3 separate regions of the Mus musculus genome follow, and all the other regions are linked to region 1. The links are chromatin contacts, called in public Hi-C and promoter capture Hi-C maps. All regions are on one chromosome and are shown on one strand. Each heading gives the region's core, a stretch centred on a gene start, on an enhancer-like site or on the middle of the called end of the contact. The rest is flanking DNA. Distances are from core to core; before and after follow the strand shown.

Region 1 (3,617 bases), core at 252-2,751:
TCTTTTTTAATTTTAAAATCTGAGTGATTTTCCTCTTTCATAAGAGCTTTCCTAAGACATGTTTTACTGATTTTTTCTCTTCCTGAGCGCCATCTACTGGTTTGATGTTGTAAGTGCCATTTAGGGAAAAAAATGAATCTGATTTAGCTTTAGTTTCACTTAGTCATACCTGCATTGAAATCTCTGAAATTTCTGTAGCCTTACTTGAATCAGTATTAGTAGGTATTTTAATTTTAAAATAGATATTTTGTGTGCAGGCATTACTAGAAATTTGGTGCCTTGGGTTGTTTCAGATTTGTTAGGTTGCTTGAGCATCTTACTCAACAGAGTATAAATGATAAAGCTTTGCACAGCATCTATTAAAATACTGTTCCTGTCCTTTAGACCATGAGCATGTTTTTAAATAATATGGTTATTTCATGAAGCACTGAGAGCCAGGTGTCCTGGCCCACCTTTGTACTTATTTGAACTGCTTAGTTTAAGCCTGACTTAAAACATACCAAAAAGTAAGAAAATACCGAACTTACCCCAAACTCATTATGTTTATGGGGACCCATAATCTGTATCTGATAAGAATGCAAAGTTGCCTATCAAACTTGTAGGCTCATGGTTTTTCAATAGTGTAGTTGTAACTCAGCTCTTATAATTGATATCCAGCAATAGATTAATGTGCTGAGTGAGATCTACCCTATTTCATTTTAATGTCTGCTTTGTACCGACAAAATCTTTTTCTACAATGCAATCATCATTTAACACAGTGATGAAAACTATTACAAGTGTTAAAGGCAAGAGATTAAGAACTTAAGAACTCAGCCGGGCTGTGGTGGCGCACGCCTTTGATCGCAGCACTTGGGAGGCAGAGGCAGGCGGGTTTCTGAGTTTGAGGCCAGCCTGGTATGCAGAGTGAGTTCCAGGACAGCCAGGGCTACACAGAGAAACCCTGTCTCGGAAAAAAACGGAAAAAAAAAAGGAACTAAGAACTCTATGTGTAAAATGAAGGAACAGAGTTCGGTCTGGATCCCTTTAAATTGGAAATGCCTTTTGGTTGCTTAATGGTGGTTTCATGAATGTACTTAACCACATGTAGGCTGGATAGACTACACACTTGGAGAGATCTTTCTAATATGAAAAATATATTCCTACTCTCTGACCCTCTATACCTCAGGATAAAGATGGCTGTTTGGTTATGCTGCCCTTGTATGTCTGAAATCTCACTTTGTGCCTTTTATTCTCACCAACTTTTTCTCTCTTTAATTAAACAACACTCAAGCACTTACAGTTCTCAAACCACATTATCATGATCTTCAGTATTTTAAACTTGCTACTTTTAGTCCTTCTTATGTATATTTACATTTACTTAGACCACCACATGGAATTGCTACCAAAATGAGTTTTCAACCCACTCCACTTTACCCAGTCCAAAGCCCCATGTCTATTCTAACTCAGCTCATTCTATTCTACTTTCCTATTCCAGGTTTAACAACCTTTGCCAGAGATGTCTCACTAGCTAATCATTTACCATGAAATTCTGTTAGTGTAAATTGTGATTTGTTCTGAGTTCAAAATAGTATTTGTTGAAGGAATTGAGATATTTGTTACTCAGGATTTTGACCCCCCCTCATTTTGTTGACTTCTGTTTATTTCAGAGTTCGTTATCTAGCCAAGGAAAATATAACTCAGGACCCCGAGGACCACACTGTGTCTTTTGTACAGCCCAATGGAGCCATCTTTGAGCCTTCACTGTCTGTTGGAACAGAGGATGACAACTTCACAGTTCTGAATCTGGCTGTAGCAGTGAGTGCATAGTAGCAGTTGCTTGGACCATTTCAGAGCCTCTCACAATCGCATATGAACCTTAATCATTTGGCCTTAGTTGTTTTACAACTTCATAAAAACCATGTTTCATGCTATTTTGTTATCTGGATAGATGACCCAATCAGCCTAATCAATTGACTTAATTGATTGATTAGTCTCATTTAAAACCAGCTCTTTAAAAAAGTAATCCTATAAGGGATTAGAAAAATGGCAGAAATTATAATTTTAGACTAGGCAGGATTTGTCAGATTTTGAATGTTTATTTTGATTTTAATTGAACTTGATTGTTATATTTAATCAATTTATTTAAGAAATATAATGGACTTACTTCTCAGATACTGATTATTTTTTTATTGTAGGCTGCACCACATATCTACCAAAATTCATTTGTTCAAGTTGTGCTCAACTCTCTTATAAAAAAGTCCAAGTCTTCTATGTTCCAAACAAGATCTTTGAAAGAACTCTTGTGGGGTTACAAAGATCCATTCCTCAGTTTGGTTCCATATCCTATAAGTACCACAGTTGGTGTGTTTTATCCTGTAAGTACCAAATATAAATGATTGCTATATTTTTAAGTATATAAATCAAGTGTTAATAGAAACATTTATTGTTTTGCATATTTCCTTACTAGTTAATCTGAGAACATATAATTCATTATTTTTAAAGTCTAAATTTTACATGCTGTCAATTTTTATAGTGAAAAATTACTTAATATATTTGACTAAATTAATTTTAATTTAAAAATTAATCAAATTTTATTCTTATAGAAAATTGAAAATTCATTTGTAAATATGTAAATATTTATAAATTGGATTTAATTTTATTTTTTTCTAAAGAATCAAGGTTAGTATGTCTTTGTATTCAAAATCAAACATGTTGATCATAGCTTTTCTCATTTTCTAGAGCTATAATTTTAGTAAAATTTCAATTAAAAGGTTACTGTGAATGTTCCCTTGAGGTATTGAGCAAGCTGCACTTAGCGAGGACTGCCAGACAGCTTCACAGAATGGCAGTTTGGGGATAAAGAGGATGTAGACTCCTTGCTGTAGGGCGTTTCAGCTTTTAAGGTTTGGATTCCTAATGGGATGAGAGTGAGACAGTTTAACCAAGTCTCACTATATAGTCTGACACTGGGTCGCAATACTGCTTACATTTTCCAATTCCTCGTTGCTAATGCATCAGATTATCCAGTGGTATATTAGTTAAATATTAACAGAAAAGCTGGAAGGAGTTAGAGTCAATTTTATTTAACCAAACCATTGCAGCTGGTTAATTCATGCAATGCTGGGAAGGTACCTATAGCCATGGTTACTTATTCTCTTATATTTTGTGTGAGCATATAACACTTATTTGTAGGCAATTTTTATATTCTAACATTAAAATACTTAAAGCTCAAAATGTAAAACTCATATTGTATTATATATCACAAATGATAAAAAATGGTTCTGAATGACCCCTTTCTGAAAAATGTGTAAGTTACATATATGTTATGACATGGTAAATAAAACTTGATCCATGAGTAATTCTTTTATTCATATTTTTTTCAGTACAATGACACTGTAGATGGAGTTTATAAAGTTTTCAATGGAAAGGATAACATAAGCAAAGTTGCCATAATTGAGTCCTATAAAGGGAAAAGGTAAGTAATGTGTGTGTGTGTGTGTGTGTATGTGTGTGTGTGTGTGTGTGTGTGTGTGTGTGTATGTGTGTGTGTGTATGTGTGTGTGTGTGTGTGTGTATGTGTGTGTGTGTGTATGTGTGTGTGTGTGAGAGAGAGAGAGAGAGAGAGAGAGAGAGAGAGA
Region 2 (3,155 bases), core at 291-2,790, 150 kb before region 1:
ATATTTCTAAATGGTGTGTTGAAAATATTTTTCATTTCTTCTTGAAATTTATCTCAGCATGTAGACTTACCTTTATTAACTTAATGTGTGTGTATGTGTGTGTGTGTGTGTGTGTGTGTGAGAGAGAGAGAGAGAGAGAGAGAGAGAGAGAGAGAGAGAGAGAGAGAGGTACAGCCTGCAAGGGTGGGGAAGTCAAAGAGGCAGGACCTTGAAGAAGTTGATCAGTTGTATCCACAGGCAAGAAACAAATAGCAGGTGTTGCAGTGGACGTTTGTAGGACAATGAGAATGGCTTGTCAAAGAACTAGAGCAAGGAAAGAGAGACTCCCTTTCATGGAGAAACAAGAGACAGAGCCCACAGGCAGCTGCTGAAACAGTAGTGGGAGTAAAGCAAAAGAACACTTAGAAAATGATAAATCCACAATCCTGAAATAATGAATTACTTTGCATATAACTTATATCAGGGTAAATACACAGCTGCCAATAAGTTAGAGTTCTTGCTTGGATTTGTTTTTATATTGATTAAGAGGGTTTTTTAAAATTTTTTTTTTATTTTGAGAATCATTTACATAATATTTTAACACAAGGTTAATCTTTCAACACCAAAGCTAACTGGCTGATTAGTTGGCCTATAGCCTGACTGTGAAGAAACTGAAAAACAAACAAGAAAAGGAAGACTGAATCCACCCAATGCATCTTACTGGGTCATCTCCTGTAGTACACAATATATTTATCTAATACATGTTACCATATCTTTGTGCTAAAAATATCATGGGTTTTAATACCCTAAATCATACATTTTCTGCTTTCTCTAGAAGTCCACAGTGAAATTTCCCTTAAATCTCTCATGTTGCTGAGTTAGAAACAATTAGTATGCCCAACTCTGCCAGCTTGTTCCTCCAACAAGCAGTTACAAATTCTATTGTTTTATGCCAGTGACCACTGTGTGTCAAGCAGTTTCTGAAAAATGACTTGTCATTAAGTATTTTACTTGTTATTTGGTAAACAATAGAATGCAACAAAATAACAAATATGCATGAGTCTTCTTTGAGGGATGATACTCTGTAGTCTGTGAAAGACATAAACCGAGGCATCTAATATTTATCTCTTAAACAATGTAAAAAATGTGAAGCATAAAATAAATTATGAAATACATATAGGGTTCATGTGAAATCAGTACCCTTAGGATTCCAAACATATCCTTATATTAATCCTCCAGGAAGTGAAAAATTTAAAATTTGAGAAAAGCAACTGTGTCTGTCATAAATAAGGGGGAAAAAATCAGATGCTGAAAGCAAAAGAGAAGCACATTACCTAGTAGCAGTAACTTCACAGTTCTTGCATCCCGCTCAGCATCCTCCTGAAGCTTCTTCTCCAGTTCTTTGGACCTTCTGGCTGATTCCTTGCTCTCTGAACTAATTCCACTTCCCATCTTTTGATGTTAGTGGCTGGGCAGTTGATTTGCTCAAACTTTTCAAACACGGAGCACAGCTGTAGTTTAGATATAGGACATATGAGCGGTGCTCGCTACAACAGGCAGCAGCTACCCCTGCGCTCTCAATTCTGCTTTGACTAAGGGGATCTAGTCCATCTGTCACCTGATCAAGAGGAAAAACCATGCAACTCCAATGGAAGCTTAAGAGGAAACTCATTATGCTTTTAAATTAAGTGGTCACATCTGGCCCGCCTTCAAAATCATGCTTACCTGCCTGAGAGTTTAGCACAAAACACATGGAAAGCATTCAAAATCTTGAAATTAAAGAAAATCTGTGATGGGCAATTCAAGTGAAATGTTTCTTACCAACAGAAAATATTTATTATTGGTATTGTATTTACTATTAATCAAAAACACTTGCATTTTTAACTTTAAATACTTTGTTTTTCAGATTCTTCATAATTACCCCTTAGCCTCAAAAAGATTATGCATGATGCTATTCAAATTCCATTTTGCCTATTCTAAGGTTGGTACAAATATTGAGAATCTCTTAATATATCAATAAATTAGAAAACATTTAAATAATAGCAACAAAGGACATGATTTACATATTTATACATTTTTTTTTTAGCTATAAATGTAAAATTCTAGGTCCAGTATCTTAACATGGATTTTTATTCTCATAGGATTAATCACTATGAATTGAGCTTTTACTGCCTGTGTGAAAGTCAATCCATCACTGGTAATTGAAGGCCTACTTTGTATGGACACTGATCTGTGTTCAATGTGGACAGCACTTAACATTTTAGGGCCATTAAGCAACAGCTGTTGTGTTGGGGGTACACAGTCTGAGTTGATACTTACGGAATAAGGACCAATGTTTTGGAAGCATATAAAAATATCAAAGATAATCAGATGATAATCAAAATACTAAATATACCCAACTATGTTCCATAATTTTTTACCTACCCTACTAACATCCTAAAAATTTTTGAAAATTGGCTGCCTCAAGGGAAGAGAAGATTTTTACACATTTTTTTGTTTGTTTATCTGAAGCAAAAGGTATTTAGTAGACTGTCAAACAATATTCTTCTTATAAACACAGCTATCTGCCTGTAACAGCAAGTGTGTCTTACACTGTAGTGTGTCTTAGTACATTTAATTATAAAATACTTGAATAAAACTATCTAATCAAGCTGTCACTGCTGTTTTGCAGAGATCATGTGTGAAGTTTGAGCAGGTGGAATTTTGAATATTCATACAACAAGGAAATGGGCCACCAGACTAAGTACTCATTCCTGCTTTGTTTACTTTTGCACATTAAATATGTTGAGCTGAAGATAAAGACTAAACATAGTCAAAGCATCCTGAGTAAAGACTCAGAGAGGTACATATGCAAAGCTTTGTGCCACTCATTTGCCATTGCTTTTACTATGCAAAGAGCTAGTCCCAAAGGAAGGAGATCTGTCTTGCTACATTACTTATGATCAGCCCAGGAGACAGGCTTCCACCTCAGAATGAAAGACTTAGTACACTAAATCATCTTTGACATGTGTCATAGGCTGAATTGCACACATGTACATGTACATTCCTGCATGTTCCATTCCAGCAAAGGATTGACAGGAAATAGTATGTCATTTGCCCCCTATAAATACACCCCTTGCTTTTGTACAGGGATATACGTGGTTTTGATAGTTTTGGTGTTTTTGTTTTCCAAGTCT
Region 3 (3,377 bases), core at 588-3,087, 190 kb before region 1:
TATAAGAGGTAACATAATGGTTGTATGCTAATAAAGTCTGGTTACCTTTAAATGGGTATTGACTTGAGATGTAATGTGTCAAAGAATGAATTGGCAGATTTTACATTTTAATTTTTTTTTTTACTATTACTTGAAGCATTGTACATTTTCTATTGATGAAATCTGATGTGTGAGAAGTGCATGATATGTCAGCCATTTTGTGTCCAAGTAAAAAAGTTTAAAAAAAAACATGATATACTTACAAAATAGAAATCAAATCCATTTAATGAAAGCTTGAGCAAAAATAGATTTTAAATAATTTTTCTTTGCATTTGTAAATCACTTTAGGCAAAGAAGAGACTTTAGCAAATTGGCAGATTTTCATCAAAAGTGCTGATTTTAATAAGTAAATTTGGTATTTGGATGCCCAAGCCTGTAGTTTCTAAACCTTTAGCTGTTATGACTCAAGTCACATACAATGCGTTGATTATTTACTTCTAATCCTGTAAAGATAGTGCTGTCCCTTGTAAACCACATTTGCTCTTAATGCTTGTGGAATTTAAACAGCACACTAGGTGGCCCTAATTAGTAAACCATGAAACTTAGGTAGCTGAGGCCTTTCCTCCGAGCTTTTCCTAGAGCTTGTGGCATCTTCAGCCAAACCCGGGAACTGGGAATTCTGCTCTACTCTTCTGGCAGCGTCCATCTGCAGAATGTCTAGATGTGCAAAAAAAAAAAAAAAAAATCTTCCTTTCACTAAAAAGTTGGAAAAAAATGTTTTATATAGTATAAACAAAATAAATAGGCAGTGCAGGATCACTCTGATATGGAAATTGAAGTATGTAATTTAATTCAAAAATTGAAAAAATAATATGTTCTTAACGTTTGGAAGAAAATAATGTAAATTTAGCAACATTTTAGCAGGCTTTTATTTAATATGCCTATAGTAACACTTTGAAGCTGCCAAAGTTAATATCTCAAGTATTCAGTTTATGTAGAAAATATTTCTAGTACATAGAGAGAAAATAAATTTTCATAAAATTATACTGCTGTGCAAATCAACTGAGTGTTCAAAAACTATTTACAGTATGGGCAGAACTCAGAAAATCAATGGAAATAGATGTTTGATATATTTAACAGTATGGTAATATTCTCAACTCAAACTATTAGTCAAAAATTCTAAGCATTTAAACAAATAAATCATCTAAAATATGAAATACAGTGTCATTTTATTGCCTCAGGTTAGTTATCTGAGTTATAATTAGTTAAATTTTTTACTATAAATATAAAGGACAAACAAGGAGGCAAGCATACTAACAATGTAATTGAAGGTATCTAGGCAATATTTATTCAAAATGAAATTTATTAATCTTGACTGGAACACACTTACATGTCTGTCTTTCGGTTCACCTTTCCCAGAGGTAACTAAGCAACATTTTGTATGTAATGTATAAGCTTGCATCTAATTTACTCAATGATTAGCACAGACAGGTAAGCAAGGTTTTACAGTACCACAGAAATCACTTTGATAATCACAGTGAGGTAGAGACTGGAACCTTGGAGAAAATGTTCCCAAGTTTATGTAGTCATAGAGTGACACCCTGCTCTCATCAAGTGGAATCCATACTTTTGTCTAAAGGAAATGGTCCCAGTGGAAATTAACAATAAATGAACACTCATCACCATCACAGAAATGTGCTCACTACACATGGACTTCTTTTTATGTTTTTTTTTTCCAGACTCTCTCCATCCATCACTGTCGTTTTTTCCTAAGAAACAGACTTATGGGTCAAAGGTACTCAGTGATTACAAATCTGCATTGTCATTGTCATGCATGACCCATCTTTCTGTTTAAAGAGAGCTTTGCTTCCCAGCCACATTACTTTTTGTTGCTTGTTTAATTAAACCTCAGGGCTTGCATGGTTTGTCACGGGATTCATTCAAGGACAATGTTGTATGTTTTCTATGTTTGTAGGCATGGGAAGAAATAGAAAACGAGTAATTGCACAAACTTTTTGTAGCCAAACAAAATCACATGTTCTTGTTGATTCATACAGAAAATAATTCAAGAAGCACTCGAAACAAGGAAGTTTGAAGTCGTGGCAACAATTCTATTGTAAACAGTGCAATGCTCTCCTAAGTTCCTTATTAACATTAAATACTTACTTGCCAATATTTGCTATGCTGACTCTAACGAGATTTCACAATATGCTAAAATCTGAAGCCAATCGACTTTTCTTCCAGAGTTTTGTGTCTTGCTCAATAACCTAGTGGTCTATCACATATATCACTAGTAAACTTATTCTAGGGGTTATTTCAGTAACACTGAAATATATGATTCAGATGCATACAGTTCCAAATATCAACACGCATGCCATCTGTCTGTGTTCATGCTAAGTAAGCATTGAACATCATGGTAATTTTTTTTTTTAACTAAGAGAAGATATGTGTAGTATATATTTCTTCTCAGGTATGTTGTTTCATGTCTTTTCTGCTGGCTCTCAGGTTTTTTTTTTTATAATAAAATGCTAAACCATTTCCCATTATTTGTGCTTACATGCACAATGTGCCAAGTTACAACCTATGTGTCATCTGCAATTCTTGTCCAAGAAAATGACTTACTAAGCTGCAGAGTCATTGAGCTGGTATTCAGATGCCCTTTCAAAGCAGGCTTGGATTCCTGGATCCCCCCACAGTCGTTTAATGATTTCAGCCAGCTGTGGAGTCATATCACCATCTTCTAGTGTATTTGCCATTGAGTGAAGTTGTTCTTGGTCCTCCTGGAATAATATTTTGGTGGGAAGAACAAAAGTATGCTATTTAGGCACAGGCACTGTTTTAAATAGAGCACGCTAAAAGGTTTTTGTTCCTTTCATTTTGTCAATCATTTCACTGAAGAGTTTTTCAAAATCTATGAAGAATAATTAAACTAAAATTCATTATAGTAGTTGACTGATATCTAGAAATGCTGACCTTTGGAAAATTGCAAAATACTATATGAAGAATTTGAATGCTTTGGTATATTTCATTGATTTCTGAATATGTTGTCACAAAGAATAACAGTGCTAGTCTGTTATGGCCTGGTTTAAAATGCTGGTGTGAAAGAAAAATTAGATTGTAATAAAATGTTACTTGGCATGAGGTATTTCTTTTAATTACTTGGGCAAGTGATTACACACACGTATAGACACACAGAGGTACTGACGCTGTACGTTAAATGGTGTGAACTGAGTGCCTTTGCATTAATGTGCCATAGGACAGACATAAGAATTGGCTAAGAATCAAAAAACAGAGTAAGTATTATGTCAGTACATAGTAAGATGTGGAAAGTGATGAGGATGGATCGAAGCTTAGAAAACAAATAAATTCAATATAAACAATCTATGGCTGGCCACAAT

The links. Promoter capture Hi-C pulls out the DNA fragments that hold promoters and counts their contacts. A called contact is a pair of places that touch in the nucleus more often than the background predicts.
Region 2: a contact with region 1 is called in a promoter capture Hi-C map of liver, with 4 times the contacts expected there. The contact joins the promoter of Gnat3 here to the enhancer-like site in region 1. A contact is called at or near these places in 6 of 39 promoter capture datasets (the C10 cell line, hematopoietic stem and progenitor cells, liver and 2 more), 1 of 15 datasets of contacts at CTCF or cohesin (the G1E-ER4 cell line), 2 of 484 Hi-C or Micro-C datasets (the G1E-ER4 cell line and bone marrow-derived macrophages), 1 of 115 datasets of contacts at active chromatin or transcription factors (bone marrow-derived dendritic cells) and 3 of 9 other capture datasets (adipose tissue, liver and macrophages).
Region 3: a contact with region 1 is called in a Hi-C map of bone marrow-derived macrophages, with 35 read pairs. The contact joins two enhancer-like sites. A contact is called at or near these places in 9 of 484 Hi-C or Micro-C datasets (3T3-L1-derived adipocytes, the AML12 cell line, bone marrow-derived macrophages and 5 more), 4 of 115 datasets of contacts at active chromatin or transcription factors (bone marrow-derived dendritic cells, heart atrium, intestinal villus epithelium and 1 more) and 1 of 9 other capture datasets (bone marrow-derived macrophages).

Annotation. Positions count from the first base shown.
Region 1 is chr5:17,812,850-17,816,466 of GRCm38.p6, reverse strand. It overlaps Cd36 (CD36 molecule), which reads left to right. Exons shown (of 15, transcript NM_007643.4): 5 at 1,647-1,794; 6 at 2,175-2,354; 7 at 3,363-3,454. Among named protein-coding and RNA genes, the nearest start is that of Cd36, 21 kb to the left of the region's middle. Within about 2 kb of position 1,501, at least 3 of the 459 cell types and tissues checked have an H3K27ac peak or open chromatin away from gene starts, as enhancers often do. A contact at or near this core is called in bone marrow-derived macrophages and liver, where this site is marked.
Region 2 is chr5:17,960,955-17,964,109 of GRCm38.p6, reverse strand. Gnat3 (guanine nucleotide binding protein, alpha transducing 3) reads right to left here and starts at 1,540. Exons shown (of 8, transcript NM_001081143.1): 1 at 1,314-1,540. The coding sequence starts at 1,431.
Region 3 is chr5:17,999,036-18,002,412 of GRCm38.p6, reverse strand. It overlaps Gnat3 (guanine nucleotide binding protein, alpha transducing 3), which reads right to left. Exons shown (of 8, transcript NM_001081143.1): 4 at 2,602-2,759. Among named protein-coding and RNA genes, the nearest start is that of Gnat3, 38 kb to the right of the region's middle. Within about 2 kb of position 1,837, at least 38 of the 459 cell types and tissues checked have an H3K27ac peak or open chromatin away from gene starts, as enhancers often do. A contact at or near this core is called in bone marrow-derived macrophages and liver, where this site is marked.